2 separate regions of the Sus scrofa genome follow, and region 1 is linked to region 2. Evidence: chromatin contacts called from public HiChIP or PLAC-seq data. All regions are on one chromosome and are shown on one strand. The core of a region is the stretch at or near the end of the contact, and the rest is flanking DNA. Distances in the headings are between cores, read along the strand shown.

Region 1 (6,615 bases), core at 2,732-5,231, 74 kb after region 2:
CCCAGGGACTGTTGTGGAGGTTATGTGTGGTGGTACCTGTTGAGCCTTTAATAATAAATGTCATGGAGTAAGTGTACCATAAACAAGAGTTGTTATTTATTTATTTATTTATTTTGGTCTTTTGTTTGTTTGTTTGTTTTTCCAGGGCTGCACTCCCAGCATATGGAGGTTCCCAGGCTAGGGGTCCAATTGGAGCTGTAGCCTCTGGCCTGCGCCAGAGCCACAGCAACGCTAGATCCGAGCCACATCTGTGACCCACACCACAGCTCACAGCAACGCCGGATCCTTAACCCACTGAGCAAGGTCAGGGATCGAACCTGCAACCTCATGGTTCCTAGTCGGATTTGTTAACCACTGAGCCACAACGGGAACTCCAAGAGTTGTTATTAATGATGTACATTATTATCTCAATAAGCATAATGCCTCTTATTTACAAATGCTTTTCAACTTTCAGATTTGCTTTCTATTATTTTTGGTCCTCCAAAATGTCTTAAGCAGTAAGATAGGACATACTTTTCCCCATTTGGCAAGTGAGAAACCTGGGGTTCAGAGAGGTTAAGGGAGGTGCCTGGCTTTCTACCACATGTTAGTGACAGAGCCAGGGCTGGAGTGCAGACCCCAGGCTCCTGCTTCTCTGATCTTTCTGCCATAGCCTGTAAATGCTGACAAATGTCATAATTGAGCAGAGCAGGTGCTGCTTGCCCACGAGAATGTGGACACCAGCTCTGCTGGAGACAAGCCCCAGTGGCAATGCCAGGGGCCCAGGTTCATGCTGAAAAGCCAGGGGACACAGGGCAGGGCATCTTCCTTTTGTTGGATGACTTCCTTTTTAAAAGCAGATGCGGAAGTAGAGCTCACGAGCATCCTACCTCACTCAACAAAACAAGCATTCGCCAGAGCCAGCCCACCCGGCTGCTGCTTGGCGTAAGAGTCAGTTTATCATTCAACCCAGCAGGAAGCAAACTTTGAAAGAAGTCATGAACCCAGAGTTAGCAGCATGGGGATGGGGAGCCTGGGTTGGCTTTGAGTCAAGCGGAGCAGAGTTCACATCTCAGCTGTCCTTATTCCCAGCGGGAAACCTGGTGTAGGTTATTTCACTTCTTGGAGTTTGAGCTTCTTTTCCTGCAAAGTGCGAGGGGTAATCCTTGATTCTCGGCATCACTCATGGACTAGAAATAACATAGGCAAAGTGAGCGGCACCCAACAAGAATTGATGAATAGTAGATGATATCATTATTATCAAACAAAAGGAAGACTTCCAGGGTGAAATCAATCTACATTCAGCCAAGCCCTGTTCCCTCACTAACCATATATTCCGTTCTTGACCATCAACAGACGGTCAGTCACGGAGGGTTGATTAGGACCTATGGCATTGAAGGCCTTCATCATTAATACAGTTAGCACCTCTGTGTGTCCCTGTGCTCCAGGAGGCTTCAGGCTGGGACACACAGCTAAACTCCCCTGGAGAAGCTCAGGAGATCTGGGCCTTGCTCAGGTAGCTCCTGGCTTTGCTGTGCACTGCCCACGAATTGGTCCCCTGGAGGAATGGCTGGTATGGGGCCCTGTCTCCTGCCATGGGGTTCAAAGCATCTCCAAGAGCTTCCGAAACTTGCTAACTACTCCAAGTGAGCGTCCAGCCCTCAGCTCCTTGGAACAAGAAGAGCACAGAGAAAAACAGGCTGGGTAAGGAGCCTGGCACTGACCCAAAGCAGGGAGAGAGAGCAGGCCCTGCCCCCTCCACTGGAAGGAAGCCCCTCCTGTGTGCCAGTGTACCCTTGTTATCTGATTGACTCCATCCCTGCTCCACTGCAGGGAGGGGCTGCTCTTGCTGTTTTAAGAGGCCCAGAGAAGTAAAGCAACTTGCCCAAGATCACACAGCTATTTCCAGGACAGTCTGATGCTTGGGCTTGGGCTCTTTCTCCTCTGCCTCCCTCCCTCGGCCCTGCTCAGAGGGGGTTGTAGGCCGCACTGTGGCTCTGTGCAGGTGGGCGGTGGTGGGTCTGAGCCTGGCCTGCCTAGAGATGAAAGGTGCCAGGATCTCCACTTAGGGAGGGAAGAGGAGGTGAGAAGTAGAACAACCTCAGTGTTGTGGGAACATTTGCAGAGGTCATGTGGGGAGATGAAGCTGTTCCTTTTCATAATCGAGTCTGTAGGGAGAAATCAGGGCTTCTTGGAACTTAAACCTAAAAGTGCCAGTTGGTCATAATAACAACAACAATAGTAAAATATGTAGTAATGCCATATATTGTGGTAAGCACTTTTTATATTGTAAAATATTCCCAGCAAATCTGCCAAGCAGATGTTACTTCCTTTCCTACTTTGTAGATGAGGCAAATGGGGCTCAGAGAGGTCACTTAACTTGCCCAAGGTCACCCAGCTAATAAGTAGCAGAGCCAGGATCCAAACCAGAGTCTGCCTCATTCCAAAAACATGCTTATTCTGCTATGCTGAGGTGTAATTTAGTTCGTCAGAAAGTTTGTTCTTAGGTGGCAAAGAGGAGGCCCAGAGAAGTTAAGCTGGGCTCGAGGCCACAGTGGATTAGTCACAGCTGGGGAAACTTCCGGATCTCCAGAGCCACCTTGCCACCCTGCAGTGCTGGAGAAGAGCTGTATGCCAGCTGCCAGACCTGGCTGTGCCCTCCCCTCCACCTCCTCCCACACACATTTATCACACATGTATACATTTTTATGAGCAGCTCAACCTCTGCAAGAGGCTCAGACCAGAAGCCAAGCATCCTCCTTACCAGCTGGGTTTAAAGACCCCTGAGCTGTCCAGAGCCTGAGCCACACCTTGCTGAACTCTGGCCAAACAGCCCCCTCCCCCCATATCACATAAATCTTCTGTGTGACCTTGGGCAAGTAATTGCCATGTACTGGGCCTCAGTTTTCTCTTCTGGGAAGTGGGGACTCACGGCACCTTCCTCCTGGGATGTCAGGGGGCTTCCTTGTGGTGGCGTCTATCAAAAAGGAAGCCAGGTATCCAGCATGCTGCTTAGCATTTAACAAATGCTGCCCGGCCTGGCCTGGTTCCCTTTAGTTACTGGTAGCTGAGTGTGTTCACACTGTTTCTAGAACAGTATTTGCAGGGGGGCAGTTGGAGTCCAGTAGTCACCCTCTGCACCTGACACAGCTTGTGTCCATGTTCCTCGTCCTCCTCTGGCTCCCACCGGCAGCCCCTCTTCTCCCGCCTGGCCTATCCATGCTGACTGGGCACTGTCTACCCCTCCTTCCACTGCGCTGCTGCACAGAGTGGGTGCTTGGGAACTTGGTGAATCGTGGAATTCGTGCTCCAGCCCTGTGCAGGTCTGTGCTGGCCACAGTTGCCTTGGGAGCTGGCTTGTGCCACCCACTGCCCTGGAGCAGCCCGCAGGCACCGTGTGGAGGTAGGGTGGGGACACCCCTATTCCCTCGCTCCTCGGGTGGGGGTCACGCTGGGGTTACATCTCTGGTGCTCACTGCAGTAGCTGGAGTAGTAACACACCCTTTCTAGTGTCACCTCTGCCCTCTTGCTTGTGACTCTCTCATCCCTGACCCTACACTTTTTCTCTGCAGCTGCACTTTCCCTCTCAGAGAAAATGAGGGATTTAGCAGTGGTCTCATGGGCCACCAGGGAAGTATTTTGTGAGAAAGTGTATTGAATAAAGTCTTGACTATCTAGCTATATATTCTGCTACCCAATCCAACAGGGTGTGACTAGCCTGTTCCACTTGAAGAATGCTCACGGCCCCTCCCTTGGGCCTGGCTAGAGACAGCAGTGGGGAAGGGAGGCCCTGGCAGGTGGGGCCCTAGCACAGAACTGATGCTAGGTGTGAGGGCAATGCCGCAGCCCCCTGCAGCCCCCCAGGAGAGGCCGGCTCTGCGGCCGAGACTGCGGAGGGCATGTTCAGGAAGGGATTTCCGGGCTACTCTGAGGCGGAAAATTTGAGACTGTAAGCTCCTCAACAGCTGTGTCCTCTGTATTGTTTGGGCCGCTGCCTGGAGCGCCATGGCTACGGGATGAATACAAATGCATAATGGAAGAGGCTGTCCTGGGGCTCAGAACAGACTTATTCATTCCTTGCTCCCCCACCTGCTCCCTTCCCAGCTCCCCTGAGACTTTGCTGGGACTTGATGTTGTCAAAACTCATATAAATCCTAATGTCATCTGGCTCTGTTGACTGCAGGGCCCCAGACGTCAGGAGAAAGGAGGGAATTTTCACTTTTCTCTGGGAGGGGAATGGAGGGGGAGGGCCCATGCCTACCGGAGCTTCCTAGGAAGCAGCTGGGACCTGGAATGCTGGGATGGCTCAGGACGCTTGGTGCCCTTTGTCCCTGGAACATTTTAGGTAATCTGCCTCAGTGCCTTCTGCCTAGGCTGGGCTGGGGGGTAACCAGGGTGGAGCTGGCACCATGGGTAGGACTCTCCCAAGATGAGAAGGGACGTGGCATTGTTAGAGATCTTGGGTTTAAACTGGTGGGCAGCCAGGAGACCCTTGCAGGCAAGTCTGGGCTGCATCTGTGCCTAGATTTGGGAAGCTATAAGACGAGCATAGAGTGGAAAGAAAAAAGGCTCAAAATAAGAAAATTGGAGGTGTCTTCTGCCTTAGCCAGAAGCTTCTTATGTGCTTTCCTCTGAAAAAAGGAAACCTGGGAAGTGATGACCACCTAGGGCCAGAGATGGGAACAGCTGAATAGGTTAATAAGGCAACAAGTGAGTTTGGTGACGAAAGATGGTATGCATAGTCAGGGCCTCTCCAACACAAGTTATAGTGGGATCATCTCCTTTCATTTGGACCTCATACTTCTTTTGATGTGGTCTCTGTTAGTCTTAGCTAACTGAGCAGGCATCTCTCATTGTCCAGTCTCAGGGAGCTTGGGACTCTCTTTTGCAGAATGTTATGTCGCAGAATAATATTGTCACAGAATAATATGTCCTTCCAGCTGGGTTTATTTCCAAGGCCAAGAAGCAGGACTTCATAGGAATCCCTGATGGGTTCCATCTTATTGAACTATGCCAAGTTTCCTAGATTATGGAGGTCATTGGGTTTCTAATTCCATACTCTCTGTTATCTGTCTTTTCCAGATTATGTGTGTGGTGACACCATAACAAACATGTTATAATGTACAACATCCAACATTAAATATAATGAAGCTGTAACTGTCAGTTGAGTTGTCCTGTGTTGCACTTGACTTTTGACACGATCTCCTTTGGGGGGGGGTAGATTTAACTAAACATGTATTCATTTTAATTTTGAAGATTTCTTTCAGTAGCTTTTGAAACAACAAATTCATCCCAGGTTTGAAACATTTTTTCTTTTTCTTTTTTGCCTTTTCTAGGGCCGCTCCCTCGGTGTGTGGAGGTTCCCAGGCTAGGGGTCTAATCTGAGCTGTAGCTGCTGGCCTACGCCACAGCAACAGCAACGCCAGATCCCAGCCACGTCTGCAACCTACATCACAGCTCACAGGAGTGCCAGATCCTCAACGCACTGAGTGAGGCCAGGGATTGAACCCGCAACCTCATAGTTCCTAGTTGGATTCGTTAACCACTGAGCCACTACGGGAACTCCTGAAACATTTTTTTTTTAAGGTCCTTGAACAGTTTGTGGTCCAGAGCCTTGTAGCTGAAGTGGCCCCTGGTTTTTTCCCCTCTCTCCTGGTCAGCTGCATCAGCTGGCTAACTTTCCTGTCTCTGGGTCCCCTGTCCTCAACCTGATATCTTTGGTATATGGCTTCCAGATTCATCATTCTGCAATTTCTTTTCTTTTTGTTCCATTCTTTCTTGAAAGTCTGTGTTGGTGGCCAGAACCAGGCCAGACCACTCAGCCTGCATGGGGGCCCTCCATCACTAACCCCAAACCCCCAGGTGACCCAGTGACCCTCTGCCCTAATGTAGGCCATTCTTCAGGTCAGGCCAGGGCCTTTGTTTGCCCCCGGGCCCTCCAGGCTGATCCATCCAACTCCACCACTGCTGCTGGCCTTACCCACCCTGAGAAAGGGAAGTGTTTCAGCAATACAAGCCTGGGCCCATGACAAAGGCTCTTAAACCAGAGAGACCATGTTTCTGAGGCTGCCTACGTTTCTCTCTGAAGACTCGTATTTCCCAAAGCCTTGATCCTTTCTCAGGAACATCTCCTAAGGCTTTCCCACTTGGACTCTCCGCTTGTCTGCCTTGAAGGAGGGAGACTGGCCTCCTTCTGTTAGATGAGGAGGGAGGGGCCAGGGACCTGCTGCAGCTGTATTAGGGATTAAGGACCAGATGGGGTGCTTGGGTGTGGCTCATGCCACAGGACACGAGGCTAGGGGGCCTCCAATTGGTTGGCAAAGTGATATTCAATATTACCAATATTATTATTTTAAAATAATTTTAAAATAAAAATAAGAATACATAATTGATAGTTAATAGTGACTTTTCAGTGAAGATCTACTGCCCTTGAGACCCTTTTCTGAGCACTTTACATACTTTACCCCACTGCGTTCTCACAGGAAACAAACACAGACTCAGAGCAGATGCCACAGGCGTCCAAGGCCACACAGGCTTGCCCCGGTCTGTCTGGCTCTCCAACCCATGCCCTTCCTTCTCCACCAGACCACCTTCTTACAAGCAGCAGCTTTTTGCCGATTCTTGGAGAACTGCAGC
Region 2 (5,962 bases), core at 676-3,175:
TGCTGAAGGCAGGCCAGTGCAATCAAACATCACATGGAGGTGGTGGTGGATGAGGAAGCTGATCTGATACCAAGGGTAATTAGATATTGAAGGGGGAGTTCTGGCTAAATTAATTTAGCAGGACTCTTGCTAAAACTGGACAATGTAGAGATGAACATGGAAGCTCAAAAGTCAGGGTCTAGTTGAGAAGAGAGTTCAGGGGAGTCTTAGAATCTAGTGAAAGAGAGAATATTGGTCATCCGCAGTGTAGCCTGGCACAGCAACTCCTCATCATCAGAAACCCAGGCTCCTTCTATCTTTTTATTCCCTTATCCTTACTGCAAGGCTTCCATTTTCAATGCTGTTTATATGACCTAAGACGACAATGGAGCTCCAGTCATTTTGGCCACAATCTAAGTAGGAAGCTAGGAAGGAGGAGGACAATGGCTACCCTGCAGCTGTCTGTCCTCTTGTAAGGAGTTTACCCAGAAATCCCAGCTGACAACTTCTGCTTACATGTTATTGGCTGCCCCACACTGCAAGGGAAGCTGGGAAATGTAGTCTTTCAACTGTGCGCATTGCTCTCCAGAATAAAAGAAGAGTTCTGATCATAAGAAAGAAAGGGACAATGGGTACTGGAACAGCATTTAGCTTTTTTTTTTTTTTTTTTTTTTTTTTTGTCTTTTGCTATTTCTTGGGCCGCTCCTGTGGCATATGGAGGTTCCCAGGCTAGGGGTCTAATCGGAGCTGTAGCTGCCAGCCTACGCCAGAGCCACAGCAACGTAGGATCCGAGCCGTGTCTGCGACCTACACCACAGCTCTCCGCAACGCCAGATCATCAACCCACTGAGCAAGGGCAGGGATTGAACCCGCAACCTCATTGTTCCTAGTCGGATTCGTTAACCACTGCGCCACGACGGGAACTCCAGCATTTTTAATTGTTGCTGCCAGTGTTTTTGATATTGTAAAAGCACCTCCCTTTCCAGGCATAGCGAGCTTCACTACTATAAAGTCCAAGAGACCTGGGTCACATGGTTGACCATCCACTTACTATACGGTGACTTTAACCATGAGACGTAACCTCTTTGAGCCTCATTTTCCTCATTTGTACAATGGGGATAGAAATAGTTTATAGCTTCTAGGGTGGATGTGAGGTTTAAATTGTGTGTAAAGTCCTTACCAAACACATAGGAGCATCCACCTCTCCTCTCCCACAATTACATGCTTAGTGACAACACCACTGGGTCCTCCATGAGGAAGCCTGGCACTCTTTGAGATCTCAGCTTGGTGAGCAGAGGAAGCAGGTCTCCAGGAAAACCCCCGCCTCACACCTGTCAGTTCTTGGCCTGTTGCTCTGCGGGAAGGATGCGGAGACAGCTGGGCTTGGTTTTTCTGGGCTTTTCTCCATGGTCTTTTCCGGCAGGGCCAGCCAGAGGCCAAAATCTTGAAAGCGGTGAGGTTTCTTTGCAGCATCTGTCTCTCCTGGCTGCACCAGAAAAGATCTGACCAGAGATTGTGGGAACTGCTTGTCTGCTTTGCTTCCACAGGAGAAGAGCTTTTTAAATGATTGTGTTCTTTTAAGCACCATTTACCACCAAAAGGAACCAGGGCTCCTTGGAAAAATGACTGACTCCAGGGCCAGAGCAGGATGTGGACACGATAAGCCTGGAACGTCTTGTACCAGAAAACAAGGAAGCTCTCAGGACTATGGAAAGGATGTAGACTCCACCTGAGGGGGCTCTCTCTGGCCAAAGATGAGAGTTTGAGCATCAAAAAGGAAAAATGATCATAATTTGTTGAAATATCATATAAACTTTAAATCCTCTTTAAGTGACACTAATTAAAAATGTATTGTGGGGAGTCCCCTTTGTGGTGCAGTGAGTTAAAGGATCCAGTGTTGCCACAGCTGTGCTTCAGGTCATAGCTGCAGCTTGGATTCAGTCCCTGGCTGGGGAACTTCCATATGTGGTGGGTGCGGCCAAAAAAGAAAAAAACAAAAAACAGTATTGTGGGTGTTTTGTTCATTCAAGCTTGGTAGGGAATAAGTCATTATGCTGAGAAGAGGTAAATAAAAGGAAAAAAACAAGTATTTATTCTGTATTTCCTGGATGGACTATAATTTCAGAACAATCAAGTTGATGGGGAAAATTTTGTCTTTTTAAAGTATCTTGGTGCAGGAGTTCCCTTCATGGCTATTGGCTAACAAACTCAACTACGATCCATGAGGATGCAGGTTAGATCCCTGGCCTCACTCAGTGGGTTAAAGATCCTGCATTTCTGTGGCTGTGGTAGGCCGGCAGCTGTAGCTATGATTTGACCCCTAGCCTGGGAGTTCCTATATGCCAGGGATTCGGCCCTAAAATAGAAAAAAAAAAAAAATGAGTAAGAGCAAGAACATGATTGGATTAGGAAACCAGCATTTTGCAGCCCCTATTGACATATTGGATCTGAGACACAATTAATTATCAATGCTGTTAAAACTACAAAGTGAAAGGTGAGAGGGTTTATGATGGTTAATGACCCCTCTGATTTATTTTAACATCATCCAAAGTGCAGCGCCCAGATGTGATGCGCCTCCAGGTGTGATGCCATAGCATCACACCAACTATGAAGTAGCCTCACCCCCAGCCTTGACCCTGAATGGAGTCACACTTCTAGATCATCCTACAGAAAATACCAAGAATGGAAGAATGTATGAAGAAGCTCTGGGAGGGTATGCTCTGTCAAGGCCAGAATGTTGGAAATTCTACAGGATAAGTGACTCCATTTCTCCAATAAATAAATGATGTGGGGGTAAAGAATGAAAGAGTCGGAGTTCCCGTCGTGGCGCAGTGGTTAACGAATCCAACTAGGAACCATGAGGTGGCGGGTTCGGTCCCTGCCCTTGCTCAGTGGGTTAACGATCCAGCGTTGCCGTGAGCTGTGGTGTAGGTTGCAGATGCGGCTTGGATCCCACGTTGCTGTGGCTCTGGCGCAGGCCAGTGGCAACAGCTCCGATTCGACCCCTGGAATCTCCATATGCCTGGGAACCTCCATATGCCATGGGAGTGGCCCAAGAAATAGCAACAACAACAACAACAACAACAAAAAAGACAAAAAAAAAAAAAAAAGAATGAAAGAGTCTATTATCATAGATTAAAATAAAATTAAAATATATTAAGACACATAAGCCATATGCAAAAGGAACACAACCAGATTCTGATTTGGACAAAGCAACTATAAAAAGACATTTTAATACATCTGGGAAAACATGAACATGGATTGGGTAATAGATGACTTTAAGAAATTATAGGAGTTCCCTTGTGGCATAGTGGGTTAAGGATCCGATGTCACTGCAGCAGCGGTTGCTGCTGTGGAACGGGTTTGATCCCTGACCCAGGAACTTCCACAGGCCTCAGGTGTAGCAAAAAAATTAAAAGAGATTACCATAATTTTGTTGGGCGTGCTAATGGTATTATCATTGTTTTGTTTTGTTTTGGCCATGCCTGAGGCATGCAGAAGTTCCCAGGCCAGGGATCCAACCCAACCCAAGCCATAACAGTGGCAATGCTAGATCCTTAACCTGCCACAAGAAAACTCCTATGGTCATGTTTTTATTTATTTATCTGTTTTTTGCTTTGTTTTGTTTTGTTTTGTCTTTTTAGGGCTGCACCCGTGGCATATGGAAGTTCCCAGGCTAGGGGCTGAATCAGAGCTACAGCTGCCAGCCTATACCACAACCACAGCAACACAGGATCCGAGCCACGTCTGTGACCTATACCACAGCTCATGGCAATGACGGATCCTTAACCCACTGAGTGAGGACAGGGATTGAACTCGAGTTCTCATAGATACTAGTTGGATTCATAACCACTGAGCCACAGTAGGAATTCCATCCTATGGTCATGTTTCTTTTTTTAAAGTCCTCATCTGAGGGTAAAATGATAAGATATCTAGAATGATCCCGCCCCCCCCCAAAAAAAAGTGAGGCAATAATGGATAGAATAACTGAAAGAAGAATGGCTAGAACTCAGTCAGATCCTCTATACATGTGCCTAGTCTCATGATAGGCTGCTGACAACCTATCATGACTGAGGAGTATGATTAGGTCATCTGAATTTGAGGTTAAAAAGAAGAGAAGAGGGTCTAGGGAAGCAGAGGGAAATGAGCAAGAAAAAAGCCAGTTGGCTTAATCAAAACTAGGCCTTCCTTTGCTCACATACCTGGAAAGTGCAAGCAACGCAGGCCTGGGAGGACCCAGGACTGGGTCTCACTGCTCCTGGTGCTGCTCTGTTCAGTCTCAGGAAGGCTCTTACTCACAGAATGTCCCCAGCCTCCTGAGGCCAACGACCCACCTATCATTTCTGCCCTTCCATGGCAGAGAGGACTCCTCTTTCCCAAGAAGCCAGCAGAAGCCCCAGAACTGAATCTCCTTGGCTGACTTGGGTCACTTGCGCAACCCTGAGCCCATTGCTGTGTCCTAGGAACTGAATATGGTGAGGGGCCCCGCTGGGTCGGAGGCAGCCTGGGAGCCAGGCAGAGCAACTTGAGTCACAGTTGGCTGTAAGTGGCGCGAGGATTGCTGCTGGCAGAGAAGACCCCGTATCCCTTCATCCCATCACCATCCCCAGCTCCCCCTACTCCTCAGCTGTAAAGTGGTAGTGATGCTGCCTACTTGAAGAGTCAATGGTATCTGCCAAATCCTGGCACTCAGTCATATGATAAGTGTAACTGTTCTCACCTCCACTCTCTCCAATTGTTCCTCTTCTGTTCCTTTCCATGGAGACAGAGCTTGTGCTACAGGTAGCCCTTAAGTCAGCCTGTGTGTGCTGCGTGACAGCTGCTTCATGTCACCACCCTTCCTGCTCTGTGGTACCCGGGAGCCCTGGAAATGGAAAAAACCCCAGGAGGAGAGCTACAGAGCAACTGGTTGGGCCACCTCCAGAAATTTGCAAAGTGTGTTCCATGGAGCTGGCCATGGTTCAGATTGGTTGTGCTTCAGCATGAGTGTGTGTGGTCAAAACTCTTTCTTTTTTTTTTTTTTTCCTGTCTTTTTGCCTTTTCTGGGGCCGCTTCTGCAGCATATGGAGGTTCCTAGGCTAGGGGTTTAATTGGAGCTGTAGCTGCCAGCCTACACCAGAGCCACAGCAACGCAGGATCCGAGCCGCGTCTGCAACCCACACCACAGCTCACGGCAACGCTGGATCGTTAACCCACTGAGCAAGGCCAGGGATCGAACCCAAAACCTCATGCTTCCTAGTCAGATTCATTAACCACTGCGCCACGACAGGAACTCCTCAAAACTCTTTTTGAAAAAATGATTTTAAACACCTGGAAACACACCATTTGGAGTTCCTGGTGGCCTAATGGTGAAGGATATAGCTTTGTCACTGCTGTGGCTTGTGTTCAATCCTGGCCCAGGAATTTCTGCAGGCCAAAGGTGCAGCCAAAAAACACCAAACAACACAATTTACTGTGATATGAGTATCCCTAGTCAAGACATTTGGTGGCTTGATTCATTTGTCCCCACTGAGAATTCTGATATTTCCTAGGTTTTTGATAACACATTTTGAGGACTTTTTAGTGTTTTGTCTGAGGTTAGAATTGCTGCAACAAGCCAAGAGCTCAGTATTGACCATAGAGAAAGAACTCAGTAAAGCAAGTCAAGAATATAGATTTTAAAAACAGACTGCTTGGTTTAAATCCTGATGTGTGACCTTGGACAAACATTTCTTAGACCCAGTTTCCTCGTCTGTTAAATGGGGGTTAGAATTTGACTGTGAGACTTAAATGAAGAAACTGGTTTGCATTGGCCCAGGCAGGCCAGCTCAGAGGGCAGCAAATGTCCCCATGTTAGGATGGTCTGAGGTGCAGCCGTGGGTGGGGGCCTCTGTGGGGACTGCCCTGGGGCCTTGGCCTCCTTTGTCTGCCCCCTTTGTTCGCCATCTGTCTGGCCCAGCCGGCTGGGCCCCACCTGCTCCCCTCCCCCAGCCCTGGCCTACCC

Evidence for each region. HiChIP or PLAC-seq counts read pairs in DNA pulled down with a chosen protein or histone mark.
Region 1: an H3K27ac HiChIP or PLAC-seq map of skeletal muscle shows a contact between it and region 2, with 6 times the contacts expected there. The contact joins two enhancer-like sites. A contact is called at or near these places in 19 of 47 Hi-C or Micro-C datasets (alveolar macrophages, brain, embryonic fibroblasts and 10 more) and 1 of 2 datasets of contacts at active chromatin or transcription factors (skeletal muscle).

The regions. Positions count from the first base shown.
Region 1 is chr13:81,888,545-81,895,159 of Sscrofa11.1, forward strand. All of the region lies in intron 4 of SPSB4 (SPRY domain-containing SOCS box protein 4), which reads left to right. Among named protein-coding and RNA genes, the nearest start is that of SPSB4, 42 kb to the left of the region's middle. Within about 2 kb of position 3,982, at least 30 of the 83 cell types and tissues checked have an H3K27ac peak or open chromatin away from gene starts, as enhancers often do. A contact at or near this core is called in skeletal muscle, where this site is marked.
Region 2 is chr13:81,816,491-81,822,452 of Sscrofa11.1, forward strand. No RefSeq gene overlaps it. Among named protein-coding and RNA genes, the nearest start is that of SPSB4, 30 kb to the right of the region's middle. Within about 2 kb of position 1,926, at least 1 of the 83 cell types and tissues checked has an H3K27ac peak or open chromatin away from gene starts, as enhancers often do. A contact at or near this core is called in skeletal muscle, where this site is marked.